Linked DNA regions of Anas platyrhynchos: region 2 is linked to region 1. Evidence: chromatin contacts called from public Hi-C data. All regions are on one chromosome and are shown on one strand. Each heading gives the region's core, a stretch centred on a gene start, on an enhancer-like site or on the middle of the called end of the contact. The rest is flanking DNA. Distances are from core to core; before and after follow the strand shown.

Evidence for each region. Hi-C and Micro-C count contacts between places; a contact is called where the count stands out from the background.
Region 2: a contact with region 1 is called in a Hi-C map of skeletal muscle, with 2.3 times the contacts expected there. The contact joins the enhancer-like site here to the promoter of UBE2B in region 1. A contact is called at or near these places in 3 of 8 Hi-C or Micro-C datasets (skeletal muscle and subcutaneous adipose tissue).

Annotation. Positions count from the first base shown.
Region 1 is chr14:2,909,545-2,916,880 of IASCAAS_PekinDuck_T2T, forward strand. It overlaps UBE2B (ubiquitin conjugating enzyme E2 B), which reads left to right and starts at 2,377. Exons shown (of 6, transcript XM_027468549.3): 1 at 2,377-2,535; 2 at 5,296-5,376; 3 at 6,131-6,156; 4 at 7,175-7,264. The coding sequence starts at 2,492.
Region 2 is chr14:3,026,778-3,034,072 of IASCAAS_PekinDuck_T2T, forward strand. No RefSeq gene overlaps it. Among named protein-coding and RNA genes, the nearest start is that of SAR1B, 23 kb to the right of the region's middle. Within about 2 kb of position 5,349, at least 2 of the 8 cell types and tissues checked have an H3K27ac peak or open chromatin away from gene starts, as enhancers often do.

The sequences.
Region 1 (7,336 bases), core at 1,127-3,626:
CCCTGGGTAAACCAAGTAAATACGTGCACACTGTGCTGGAGTGTATTCAAGGAAAAATTGTCAGAATAGCCGGATATTTTGGGAGCCCCATGCATGGTTGTTTTCTGCAGGCTGCTTTTCTGAGGGTTGAGGTGGGCCCAGAGGCAGTAATGGGTTCAGGAGCTAGGGATGGGGCTGGCAGCAGTGGTAAAACCTTCAGTTCTCCTCTGTACTTTGGCACCACCTTCTTGCTTCTATGAAGGAGCTAAGGGTGAGAGCAAATCAGTCACTTTGCCACCAGCCCTTCTCTTTGCTCCCAAGTGTTTTGGGGAAAAGGCCGCCTGCTGCAGAGCAGCGTGGTACCTAGCACAGCACGGTCCCCAGGGCACTCCTCAGCTGCTGCAATGAGCGAGAACAAAAGTGGTGCCTAACAGGTGACTCAGCTTGTTCATTTCCCTAATTTCGGAGTCTTGGGTTTGGCTGGTGCTAATGCAGACATCTCCTCCCAGAGGGACACGGCAGCATGGAAGGGAGAGTGACCCGGAAAAAAGAACCATGACGTTACCAGGACTGCTCTAACAAACAGGAGAGCGAGTAGCTCACTTCGTTCTTGCTTCTCAAGCTTCTCATTTTATGAAGGAACAAAGTTATCTGAGAAATGTTCCGGTTTTACAAAAATTTTTCACAAATGTAGTGTTTACTGAAGATTAAAGTAGAATGGTTATGCTGCAAAGTGCTACCTTTTTATGAAGTGTATTCCTTTATCAAATAGCATTTCTGGGGAAAAACAGGCAGCAAAAACACAACTAGAAAGAACTTTCTGATGAGAAATTTTTTTTCACCTACATACTCCATGCAATCAACAGGACAGAAACTGCAGCTGGTTCTTCAGAGGGAAAAAAAAAATAAAGCTTTCCATTTCCTGATGAAGTTACCAGCCACACCTGTTTAACTGCCAGGTAAGACTGAAAAGAAACCTATAAATTAGATAATGCTAACACCCGTGAGGCCATCCTGGTGTGTACAGCTTTGTCCAAGCCCACCGTGCCGGGCAGGAGGAGGACAGATGATCAGTGCCCTCTGCTGCGAGCACTTATGTGCTGCTCGTGCACTGCCAGCCCCGCTGCGGGTGAGCCCGGCTGCTGTGGAAGAGCCTGGAGCTGGCCTGCAGCAGGCTTCTTCCAAAAATCATAATTGAAAAATAAATAAAGATGCTGGGCTCGGTAAAGGCTTGGCTGATGCCTGCATTCAAGGAAGCAGCAGAGCAGCTTTAAGGAAGCTGCTGTGACCTCTTGTTTCTTTCGCTCTTCCCCAGCGGTATCAAAGGAGAAGAAATGCTGTTGCTGCTGTGATTCTGCTGAAAAGGTTCCCCAGACAAGTGGAAACTATGCGGGATTTCAGAATTAACCCTTCTGCTTGGTGCCTGAGGGGCTTTTCCACGCAGCTGGTGGCTGCCCCCAGGAGAGGTGGGGAGCTTTTGGGGTGACTCGAGCACCCTTTGGGTAGGGGATGTATTCGCTGCCAGGCCTGGGCAGCATGTTAACAGCGGAATAACGAACGATGCTGGACTGGCGTTAATTATTTATACAAGTCCAAGCTTGCACTTGGTTTTTACAGTCTACTTTCTCCCTTGGGAATTAGCTGGAGCTAAATATAAACTGCAGAAAGCTGGAGGAGCGGCGGCAGAACGTAAAATTAAAGCAGGAGTGCGGGGAGAAGGAGGAAACTCAGGACAAGAGGGCTGCATTGGGCGAGCTGCGTGTTGGTGGCTGGGGAAGGATGGCTCCTTGCTCCTAAGCCTCCTGAGAAAGCTTGCTGCCTTGCAGTGTCAGTTCTCACACGTGTGCCTCACCGCAAGCGTGTTTTCACTGAGGTGGGAGCACGGTGTGGGGTTGACACCCCTGAAGGGCAGGTTCCTGAGCTGCGGGGTGGCTACGAGCACCCGTGGCAGCCTCATCCCAAAGGCCACCACCTGCTGAAGCAGGGCTGTGGTAAGAAGCCGATTTTGGCCTTTTGGGCTAGATTAAGCCCCCGGTCACAGCTCCATGAGCACACAGCAGCGGGACGAGGACATTTGGGGCACTTCATTAGGGCTCTTGTGGTGTTTTTTTGTGACCTCCCAAAACCACGAACTCAGAGCACCGCAGCACACGCAGCCAAAAACCCTGCTTCAGGGGCTGGCTGGGAACAGGGTCAGGACCTCGAAGCCTCCACCTGCAGCGAGGGCGCTGAGAAAAAATGAGGCAAAAAAAAACAAAACCTGAGGTGAGGCCGGGCAACCCCCCCCCCGCAGCAGCGCAGTGGGAGCTTCCCCCTCCTCGCCCCCCCCCTACACGGGCGGAATGGACCGGGCCGAGGTTCCCCCCCCCTCCCCTCCCCGCCTCCCGCGTGACGTCACGGCCCGGCGGCAGGGGCCCGCCCCCCGCGGAGGGAGACGCCATTGCGGGTTGTTTGTGCGGGCGGCGGCGGGAGGCGGTGCTGCGGCCCGGGGGGAGCGTGTTCCGCCGCCACCATGTCCACCCCGGCCCGGCGCCGGCTGATGCGAGACTTCAAGAGGTGAGGACAAGAGGGGGGGACACGGGGTGTCGTCTGCTTCCCTCTCAGCCGCTGTCCACCCCCCCCTTGGGGTTGGGGGGGCGCCCGGTGGCTGGGGCTGAGGGGATTCTGAGGGGATTCTGAGGGGGTTCTGAGGGGGTTCTGAGGGGATTGGGGCGCCCCAGGTTCTGGGCTCCCCTCAGGTTGGGGGGTGTCCCCCCCTCAGGTTCTGCCCCCCCCCCCGCCTCAGTTCTGGGCCACCCCATCGAATATTTGCCCCCCCCTTCTTCAAGTTCTAGGGTACCCCCCTCAGGTTCTGGGCCCCTCCCTTCAAGTTCTGGGGTCCCCCCCTTAACTTTCCCCCTCCCCCTCAGGTTCTGGGCTCCCCCTCAAGTTCTGGGTCCCTCCCTTCAAGTTCTGCCCCTCCTCAGGTTCTGGGTCTCCCTTCAGGTTCTAGGTCCCCCCCCCTCAAGTTCTAGGGTCCCCCCCTCAAGTTAAGCCCCCTCCCCAATTTCTGACGGCCCCTCAAGTTCTGGGATCCCCCCCTTCAAGTTCTGGGTCTTTTCTCTCCCCTCAGGTTCTGGGATCCCCCCCCCCAGTCCTGGACCCCCCATTCCTATGTGCTGAGACCACCCCAGAGCCGGGGGGTGCAGGGCCCGGTGCCCCCCAGCCCAGCCCTTAGCTCCCCCTCAGCACCAGCAGGGACCCAGCGCCGTGCTCATTAGCAGTGGTAATTAGCTGGAGGCTTTTAAATGGCCATGGCTGCCCCAGCGGGGTAACTCCACTTCCCGTCTGCCATGTAAATACGGCCCTAACGCATGGAAAGTCGCCGTGTGGTTTGGGCTGGGTTTTTTTTTGGGTAAACTTCAGGGTGTGCGGTGTGATTCCTGCGGGCCGGAGCGGCTCCTGGGCTGCTGGAGGTGAGTCAGCTGTGATAGCGTGGCTTTTTTTAGCGGAGCTGTGTTACACCAGGGCCTGAAAATACACGGGTAAACAGTTGACGTGTATTGTGTGGAGCTGAGCTGCGTGGCTGGCAGAGCTGCAGGGCCAAAAGCCCTGATCGATCCGAGAAGTTGGGATTTGTGAGGTGCAGGCCCTGCTTCTTGGGCTTTATTTGGGTGTGAGTGTTCGCTGTTTGGTGGTCCTCGATTCCCATTCGAATCACAACAGGATACTCGATGTTTTTTAATGTTATTGGGCTGCACAGGTGACCAAAAATCAGTGGTTCCTTCCGGGAGAAGGACTAGGTGGTGTTTCAGGACAGCAATCAGACTTTTTTATGATTTTGTGGCCTCAGAAGGACTGGCTTGATAATTTTGAAATTTAAGGTGGAAGAGACTGAAGCCATGGAGGAGTTTAACCAAGTGAGCACAGTGAGACATGGGACACATGCATGTTTGTTTATTGAATATTTGATCACTTTAATACCCCAAAATGTACTCAGCTTTCTCATGTCAGCGCTTTGCTTCTCTCCTTCCTACCCCTAAGTTATATTTTTATTTAGCCTTATGGTACTCTTACCTCATACTAAAAAACAGACTGTGCGCCATGAACTGTGATTCACTTTGTTAAATATAAACTCCTCCTGCATGCTGCAATTGTCAGGAGTCGTGGAGGGAGAGCAGTCCAGCAGATCCTGGATCATCCGATTTCACTAAACCATCGGAGAGAAAGGTTATTTTTAAAACAATATATATTTGCTGCTGGAAAAGGGGCTGCAAATACATTTCCCCTAACTCTTAAAAGCTTCCAGGCTCTGTTCGGATCAATTCAGCCTCCAGTCTTTGCCACAGCCCCTCGGGAGCCAGCCCTTTTGGCAGCAGGGTGCCGACGAGCTTTTAGAATCGATCCCAAACCCGGAGCCATCCTTCGGCCCCGCTGGTCTGGCTGAGTGCTCCGGCGGCGTCACTGGCACGCGGGCTGGCACGGGAGAGGTCCCGCTCCTGCTCCTGCCCAAAATAGTAGGTGGTTTGTGCTGCGGGTATGGAGCTGAACGGCCTGTGCTCGCAGCAGGGATGTAAACACAGCTCAGCAATCCCAGCTGCACGCTCAGCGTTACCCAAGAGGATGGGCAGAAGGAGGGCGTCTAGTTCTTGGAGCTGTCAGCATGCAGTGTGCTTTTCCTAGGCCAAGGGTTAAGGAACTAAACAGCATTTAAAGGCTTCCACTAGTGACTTAGAGACAAATGTTTACCATTGTTGAGCTGGTGGCAGGGAACAGCGCGCAGGTTTTCCCCTCGCTCCCTCTTCCCTTTCGAAGCAGGCAGCTTGCCAGCCAGAACAGGCTCACACCACATGCAGCCGCATCGTGCGCAGATCTGGGGATGCAGAAGTTGAGCTGTCGGTGCTTTGCCCTTGGTTCCTGCAAGCGTGCCCTGCAAATATCACTGCGTGGTGTTCAGCCCCTGCTTCTGGCTGGAACTTGTGCTCTTCTGCATTGTGGCAGCCAGCAGCAGTCGCTCTTTCATAACTTACTGGGTAGTACCATCAGTCCCAGCTGTGGGGCTTTAAATTACTCTTGCAGTTGATGCTCTTCTCCCTGAGCACTGAATTTATCCTGCTGGGTAGGTGCAGTGTGTTGGTGTAATGCCTGAGACACTCCTGGTGTGCATCACCTCGTAGTTCTGTATTTGGATCGTTGCTCCTCTGCACGTAACACTTCAGGTACTTGCTAATATGGGACGAGAGAAAATTTCTAAAAAGTGGCTGTTACAATCAAATTATGCTCACAGGTGGAGATATTTCACTTACGTAAGCCTTGTTCTATCTTTGTAATCCTTAGGTTGCAAGAAGACCCTCCTGTGGGTGTCAGTGGTGCACCGTCTGAGAATAATATAATGCAGTGGAATGCAGTTATATTTGGGTAAGAGCTTTTGGTCGCTACCAAGTCCTACATCAAAAGGCTAATAAAACCTGTTCCTTGGGTTGGTTTTTGTTTGTTTTATGATGCTTTCTTTGTTTTGTGGATGTGCACTCAGGAAACTTTAAAAATAAATAAATAAAAAAACAACCAAGTGTGCTGTCCCAGTGAAAATTTGTTTTCAGGGGGTTATAAAGAATGCCTAAGAAAGGCGATGAACAATTTTAATTCTTTCCTTTTGTTGAATAATGTTTGCCTGTGTTTTAATGAATAGATTGTAGAGGAATTGGGTTATGAAAAAGCAGGCTTGCTCTTTAAAAGTACATAAGAGCACCACATGTTCTTGGCTATTAAATCCAGATGTATTAGCAGTGATTGGACTGATTCCCAGGAGAATGAGGTACAGGTTCTATTACATTTATCTCTTAGAGGTCCCCTCCTGTAGGGTGTATCTTACATTCTTTCGTAAAAATGAAGTCAGCTTGCCAGCAGTTTGCTCGTTAGTTCAGCTCTAGCCTTACGCGTGGCACATGTGTCGTTGGGGATGATGAGGCAGTGGGTATCTGGACTTGCAGATTGATGTGGGAAAGTGCTAATTAAGACAGAGTTCCCATAAATTGCCTCCGGATGTTTCTCTAAATATTTACATGATTGCATCCACTTCTATCATGAAGAGGATGAGGAAGAAAATATATATTTACTGTGCATGTTTAGAAGTAATGATCATTATTAACCAGTTTATTTTTAAACCTTTCAGGCCAGAAGGGACACCTTTCGAAGATGGTAAGCAGCTAACTTCTGTTCCTTCCATCATTCTTGTAAATATTGCCAGTGTTAACGCTGCTCTGCTTTGAGGAATAATAGATGTTATAGAAGTTGGAACAAGCTAAGCAAGGAAAAAGAATAAAGGAGTAAGGTCTTGTTGGCCCTGAAAATACCGTGTTTTGCTGTAAGTGGTGTCCAGTCAGAGTGGCTCGTTACACAGCTGTGAAGCACTGCTCACATCGAGGCTTGTTCAGACACAGAACGCTCAAACTTTTAGTGAGGGAAGTTGGCCCAGTGCTGCCAGATGTTTTCACATCTCTGCAGATAAGCTCAGCAAGAGAGCTGAGCAGGACACTTTTCTGGTTCTGTCTTTGTAGCGTGCTTGATTCATCTCTGCTCTTCTAACTAAGAGCAGGTGAAAAATCTTGAATTGCTCTGAATATAGAACTTGGGGAGGGGAGGGGGGATACCCACTCCGTATGTAAACAGGGAAGTTGCTGTGTAATGAGCCTCCTGTAAGCATATGAGGGGTAATGAGTTTAATAATTGTAGTATTACTGCAGTAATCAGCAGCAGATGGGGTTTTCTCTGTGTTGGGTTGGAGGAGTTACAGTGAGTTATTCACTGATCCATAATAAAGGTTTTCAGTGAATCAGCCATGAGCTCCAAAGGCTGGGATTGCTGATTATGAAATTCCAGGGTTTCTTTGCTGGCACCACGTTGCCTTCTTAATGAAACACCTTAAAGTCACCGTAGTCCATAGAGCAGGCATATTCGGTCACAGGAACAGGGAGGAGGGCAGGGGGATAATTGTTGGACCTAGCTGCTGCTGCTGTTACTGCCATTACCAAGTAGGATTTCCACAGTTCCATTATCTCTTGAAACATCTGAAAAGAAACCAGACTCAATGTGGTTTGTTTGTATAATGGTGGGAAAAAATACTGATTGTAGAGCATGTGAATTAACTTGCTTAGTATGTTCCTGGAGGGTTTTTGGGTTTTTAATCACCTGATGGTGTTTATGTTTGTTTGGACAGGTACTTTTAAACTAGTAATAGAATTTTCAGAAGAATATCCGAATAAACCTCCGACTGTTAGGTTTTTATCAAAAATGTTCCATCCAAATGGTGAGTAAATCATTTTTATTTAGCCCTAACACCCATTAAATATTACAGTGCAGTCATGTATTCTGCAAAGCT
Region 2 (7,295 bases), core at 4,099-6,598, 120 kb after region 1:
CAGGTGACACGGGGAGCCAGGATGGTGTCCCGGGGGCACAGCACCAGCAGCAGGGCTGTCCCCACGCTGCCCCCGGGCGCTCCCCTCCCGCTGCAGGCAGCGCCTTCCTCTCGGTTTCGCTCTGAGCTTTTGACTCATCCCGAGCCGACAGTCAGAGCGAAACTGGGGGGGGGGGGGTCCTGAAACCCCACACCTGGGGCACCCGTGCTGGTGGTGGCACTGCCCAGCTCCCCCCGAGCCTCCCGTGGGTTTGTGGTGGGTGCGTTGGGCTCCTCTTGGGATGCTCCTGAGCCTGACCTGAGCCTGGGCTTGCCAGGTTCGCCTCTTCCACGGGAGGAATTTGCTTTTTGTTTTGGGACACCATCAGATTTAAAGCTAGAGGAAAACCCCAGCGTGCAGCACCTCCGAGGCCAGCACCCAGCTGGACTCATGCCCGGCTCTGCTCCTGAAACCTAGCCCAAATTCCCCGCAGCAGCTCGGTGCAGCTCAGCACCCCAGGGACATGCCGTGCCCAGCTCCAGCATGCACAACTACATCCCCAAATTATCAAGGCAGGAAACGTGGCCTCCCCTTCCTAACCGAGACGAGGAGCCCTGCAGTGCTGTGCCTTTCTGCTCCCCCTGCTGCCACCTCCCCACTTTCGGCATCTTCCCCTGGGGGGTGCCGGGAGGGGCAGGCATGGCTCGGCGGCACCGCGAGCATCCTCATCATCATCATCATCCTCCCCGTGCAACCATGGCATCCTCCTCATCATCCTCCCCGCGCAGCCGTGAGTCATCTCCGCAGACGCAGCATCCCCTCGCTCTGCCCACACGCTGCCGAGAGCCAAACTCTGCGCTCAGCTCCCCGCCAGCGCCCGGCCCCCTGCTTCCTTCCTCCCCCCCCCCTGCTTTCTACAGCCATCGGCCCTGCTCGAGAGGATGCTGCTGTACAGAAGGCTGTTTTTTTAATTTTTTTTTTATTTTTTTTTGTGGTTGATCTGGGCCAGCTGGCTTCGGAAGGAAAGCGGGGCTTATCTCCCCCCCTCCACCCGAGCCACACGCAGCTCGCCAAGAGGTTTGTGTTGGGTCTGGTGCTGTGGAGAGGAGCTGTGCTCCCGGAGAGCTTCCCTGCACAGATTTTGGGCTGGCAGCACGGCCCTGCTGAGCTCCTGCCTGTGTCCTGACAGCGGGAACGGGGACAGGGACAGGGATGGGGACAGGGATGGGGATTAGGATGGGACAGGGGCAGGGACCCCCAGGGCACACCAGGCTGCTCAGCATCGCTGTGGGCTGAGGACCACCAGTTTCCCCCTGCTCTTCATGCTCAGTGCTCTTTAATTTAAAGATGAAAACAGCGTGAGGATGTTACCGATTTATTTTATGACTTCTCAAGTCCAGTTGGTGGCACAGTGACACCTCAGGCCCACAGGCGGGGCAGCTGAGCACCTGGGGAGCTGTCAAATCCCCTGTTTTTTTGGTCAGAAAGCTGAGACTCGAGGTTACAGGGAGACCAAAGCGTGCTCTCGGGGCTCAGAGCACAGCCTTGTCCCCAGTCAGTGCCTGAGGGGGACACGGGGCTGGGTGGCGGAGGGCTGGCTGCCTGTCCCCGCAGGCCGCAGCCCCGCAGCGCACAACTCCCGTCCTCAGGTGCCATCTTCTGGAAGGCGAAACGCGGCGGAGGGACACGCGGCAGGAGGCTGAGGGCTGCCGGTGCTCACCGCTCGGCCACGCTCCTCTGAAAGGCCCTGGAGAGGCCGGGACCAAAGCGGGAGCCGCTGGCAGAGCCCTCCTCAGAGGCCTCAGGACAGGGATCGCAAGGGAATCGCAGCTCTTCAGGGTAATGGAGACCATAGACTAAAAAAGCTGCTTCAGGGCTCCCCAGCTCACCGTCCTCACCAGGGGCTGGGCAGCTGCGAGCCGTGAAAGGGGACCAGCCAATATCTCAGAGGGAGTCGCCCTCCCTCAGCTTCCCAAAGCGATTTTCTGCCCTTCGGTCCCCAGGCACTGGAGCACCAGCTCAGGTTAATGCTTTGGGGTGATGGTGGTGCCACGCTCAGCACGTCCACGCACCCACTGCCTGCCAGGTCCTGTCCTCACCTGGTGTAACCCAGCGGATGGACCGGGGCTCCAGGAACCCCACTGCTGTCACCATCACGGGGGTGGGAGCACTGGGATGCCCTGTGCCGGGCCCTGCTGTGCCCCACAGGGCTGCTCACCCCGGTGTCCCCACGCCACGCGCCTCCAGAAGCACACCAGCAGCTTTCTTTGGATGAAAGCCGCGGCCAGCCCCAGGCAGAAGGAAATGGGTGCTTTGAAAGGAGGCTGAGCGCCTTCTGGAAGTAATTGCAGGCACTCAGCATGCTGTGGCACCAGGCACAGATGGAGCCTGGGAATAACGCAGTCGCAGCCCGAGCCCGAGCAGAAGGGTTTCATGCTGAGTGCTGTGCTTTAACTGTAAATTTACCACAATAGCCTGCGACACCCCACTTAGGCTTTCCTAATGCAGATGTGAACTGTGAAATGCCTTTAAAACGTAAACACAGCCTAACACCTGTTATAACGCTTCCTACTCCTCTCTTGCTAAGAGAAAAAGAGTACAAGAAGGCAGAACGGCACCAACGGCCACCAAAAAGCTGAGCGGAGGTGAAGCTGGCGGGTTAAAGAGCATCTGGGTAGGCAGCTCCCACCAGCAGGGGTAGAAGCATTTCAGGCTTTACGGCAGAGCATCCCACCAGCACCAGCATCTGCATTTACCTGAAAGGAATTTTGTGCCTTAGATCTTCTAGGCACAACTTGTATTCAGAGTATTTAAGGCTGAGAAATTCAATTGCACCTGGGGAGCGCAGTGGGCTGCGGCTCCCATCCTTCCCAGCCATGGCAGTGGGGTCCTTGAACATCCTCCTGGCCAAGCTGACAGGCAGGGACCACCCTCGGAGCTCTGCTTCCAGGGAAATATGGTTTTGGAGAGCTACCAAGGAGCTGGGGTTACATCAGTGGTTTGAACAGTCACGTTTTGCAATTCTTTTTGCTTTTTGCTGGCGCTCATGGGTGCTGGGAACCTCCTGCGGGGACGGCTGAGGCTCCCACACCTCCCTGCCTCTGGCCTGGCAGGAGCAGCCCTGGGGACCTGGGGGTGGCCTCTGCATGTCAGAGCTGCTGCGTCCCTCACCAGCAGCATTTTGTGCTGTGACAGTGACAAACTGCTGCTCGCGCAGCGCTCTGCGGTGCCTCTGACATGAAAATTGCTCCCTGTGAATCTCCCAGAGTGGTGAAAGGGCAAAAGCCCACGGCACACAAATCTCAGATCACAAATTGCAGCAGAACGTGGCAGAAGCCTCCAGCCTGGTGGGGCAGGACCCCGCTCCCATCCCCTTCCCTCCCCAGCCCTCAGCATCAGTCCGTGTCCCCCCGGCTGCTGGCTCCTGATACAAGGTAGCTGCAAACAAGACCGAGATCACCAGCTCGTTTTGTGTTAGACACTAAGCAGACATAAGATGATAACGTCAACTTAATCACATCATAATTAAGCCCTCATCTTCCTGTCATCTGCAGCTGTCAAGGGCAGGCTGATCGGAGCTGCTCCTCTGTAAAAGCCGCCGCTCGGCACTGCTGGGTTCGGAGAGGTGTCAAAGCATGGGTAATTCTGCCTGCAGTGCAAGCTCAATGCCCTAAACGAGTGGTTGTGTGTCACTTCTGAGCTCTGCTCTTGGGGAATGTCAAGGTGCAGAGGTCAGACTTATTGGGATGAAGCTGCTCAGAGCACTGCAGGGACCAGGACCCCAGCCCAGGCTCAGGTTGCCCCTGCCCAGCAGTTCCACTGGCACCCTTCCCACAGAAATGGGAAATTATCTTTTTGCCTTCTGCAAGCAAACTGTGTAAAACATAGGTTTTTAAGCACATTATTAAGAAAGTTAACTGGTTTCAGAACCATTACCGTTGCTCCAGCAACGCCCATCAGCTAACGGGCAGGCAGAGCACGATATCTGGTGCAGTTAAAGCACAGTTAAAACACCTTCCTGCAGCTGAAGTGGAATAATTTGGAGGGGAATTCAGCCCAGAGGCTGAAGTTTGACTTTCAGCTGTTTGTCTCCATGGCACAGTTAAATGACGGGCTGCGAAGGATGTTTTGTTCCTTGAAAATGGTTCCTCTTGCACCAGCTTCACGCACCAAAGTTCAGGAAATCGTTGCACAACTCTCTCAGCGAGATCCAAAAAAAAAAAAACACAAACGCTGTAAGGTTAAAGATTTTAAGGACTGCTGCCACCTATGGATAGAAAGCAATGAGAACAGCCCAAAAAGGGAGAGGTGAGCACGCAGGGCTGAAATGCCAGATTTTTAACATAAAAAAGGCCGTGACACTGGAGAAATGCCAGCTCTGCCAGTGGAGACCTGAGCCTTGTCCTGGCTCGGAGCAGCACAGCAAGGTGCTTTACAAGGAGGAGGTCGAGGGAGGCTATCGGGAAGTAAATGCACGTAGTACAAGAAAGGCAATGAACCTTCTGGGGAGAATTGCTTGATTAATCTGATTACAGTGCTTTTATCGACAGACCACAGCTTATTTTCCCCATTACCTAATTTTTCTGACTTAATTAAGTCCTTTAAATGTTGTATATATTTACATTCCAAATGCAAAAGCGGTCATTTCTGTAATAAAACTCTACAGAGTACCTAAAAGAGGCATATTTGTAGGGCCACATAACCCACAGAGTCAGTATATTCCGCCCTTGCAAGAAGAAATGGGGTTTCTGTTATAGAGAGAGCTTGTTATTTCATAGTGTCACACCTCGTAGTGTTGTTGGTTCGTGGAAGAGGGGATTTGCTCTGTATGTCCACCAAGACAGAGGAAGAAGGCTGGGGACATAGCCACACACACAGCCCCACACCAACCTTGCACGTTAAACTGGGCAAGCAGCAGAGCAGAGGGAGCATGGTACAGAAGAAATAACCCAGCCCAGTGGTGCATGAGGTGCTGCTACATATGTTGTGATGCTCGTGCACACTGATGTTCAGCTCTTTTTGCTCTGGTTACCTGCATGTGAGCTCTGAAGGCAGAAAGCCAACACAAAGCAGGCATAGTCTGACCCGTGGGCTGAGGCACCCACCGTAAGCACTGTATTACTCTTTAGGAAAAGGTTTAATACTTTCAACACGGGGCTCAAGATATCCCCCTATTCCATTCCTTTCTGTAATTTCACAGGCTTTGGCTCATTGAAAAACCTGTTTTTCTTTTATCCTGAGTCATTTTGCATGAAGAAACTATTGTTCTAAAATGTGACTCATCAGTTTGCATCACCAGTTCCCAAGCCCCCTGGAGGGTACGCGGGCTTCGAAGCAGCCAACAGCAGCCAGGCTGTATTTACCAATAAGTAGGCACTTCAGCGCTGCGTTGACTCATCCCTGTTTAAGCCCGGTTTTGTTCACACTTCCCAATGGTGAACCTGGGGTGATCATTCTGTTTGCTTTTGTAATCTTCTTTTATGAAGAAAGAACAGCTGATTGACAGTCTGTCTGCTGGTTAAATACAAATACAAAAACTGGTAAGGTGAGACAAGTAACTGAAAGCTACTCCTGAAATACCCGGGACTATCGAGCTTCCAGAAATCAGCCTTCCATTGAGTAGAAAGCTCCACTGCTTGTTACTAAGACATACCTAATTCACTGGAATTTCTGGGGGAAAAGAGGACGTTATCTGAATTACCCACTTTGCTGAAGCTCTTACACAGATCGTAGCTGCATCCCTTGACTTTTTGAAATCCAAGTCAAAATAATTTGGCAGCTGTTCAGGCTGAACTCCCCTCGGGAGCTAGGCTTAGCAGAAAGATGCCCCAGTGGATGAGGCCTGAGATGATTTTCCCCTGCTTGGGAAATGTGGTGCCAGCAGCAGCACGGGAGGGATGGACAAGTTCTGCATGAGGAGAACAAAACCCTTAGAGACTAAAGGTGGGAATGAAAGGCTAGATCCTGCTCTTCTGATGCACCTAGACCTCTGCACTTTTCTTTATGTACCTATGCTACTGAATAAGTGTCAATAAAACAAGAAACTATGGAGTGGCCTTGCAAAATTGAATGTTTGGATGCACTATTTACTCTAAATCTGCATTGTCAAGACTGAAAAATACTGGGCACCTTACCCTAAATATATCACGCAGCACGTTTCCTATGGGGCATAAATCATGGCTCAGATCTTCTCAGTCGCAATGCCAACTGAAGGCAGAAGGAGAGGCGTTTGGAGAGGTTGCTGCAAGCTCGGGCAGCGCACTGCCAGCAAACCCTCACCATTATTCAGCTGGGCTGAGATCCATCTGAAGGGCAGGAGGATTGCACAAGGCACAGAGAGCAGACCATGACGCCAACAGTAACGTCTGCAGCAGAGAAAAGCACAAGAACATCACTTGAAAACCTGTGCAAAGGATAAAAAGAATGTCAAACCCTACGACTATGATGATTTCAGTTAATTGCCTCCAAAATTGGGTTGCACACCATGAGGAGCTTAAAATAGGGCCTAAATTCCTGGTTTTCTCTAACAGCAAGTAGTCTGTTGATGGGAAATTTTACATAGTTCAGTTTTTCATGCCTTTCTACTCTTCTGTGCTGCCTTTTGAAAGTCAGCTCTAGCCAAAATTTCCACAGCAGTCCCTAAGCCTTCCCTGCTGACTGGCAGCTGCCCTGCTATGTACAGCTGGCATGGCTGCGTTTTTTGGGGGGAGTGAGATGAATTTTGGTCCTGGATTTGGGCTTTGCGGAGCTGTCTTTGTGTGTGTTTTTGGGCTGTTTTTTTTTTGTGTGTGCTCACACTGAGACCTCCTTGCCAGGCACAGCTTTCTGCTGCTGACCTCTCCTGGAGTGCAGAAGGCCCAGAGTTCAACTGCCTCTTCTGCAAAGTGAGAAAACCAGGAACGACGTTAATCCAGGACCTCTCTGGTCCTTTTTCCTCTGTGTTTTTGCTCTCCCTTTTTGTGAACTTTTTCACCCCATCCCAAGGGCTGGTGCTGGTGTCCTGCCACCTGCCTGCACTTGCTGGGCCTGGCCCGGCCCTGCAGGCCATGGGTGCACCCAGCCACAGGCCCAGCCCTGCCCCATGGGTCTGCGGCCCCAGGAGACGTGGTGACACCAGGGAGCCTGGCCACAGGACGAGGAGTGACCGTGTTAAACCAAAAGAGTGTTACACAGAAAGAATTCTTTACTACGAGGCACTGAACAGGCTGCCCAGGGAAGCTGTGGGTGCCCCAGCCCTGGCAGTGCCCAGGGGGTTGGAACCAGACGGACTTTGGGGTCCGCTCCAACCCAAACCCTCCTGTGATTCTGAGATTTCT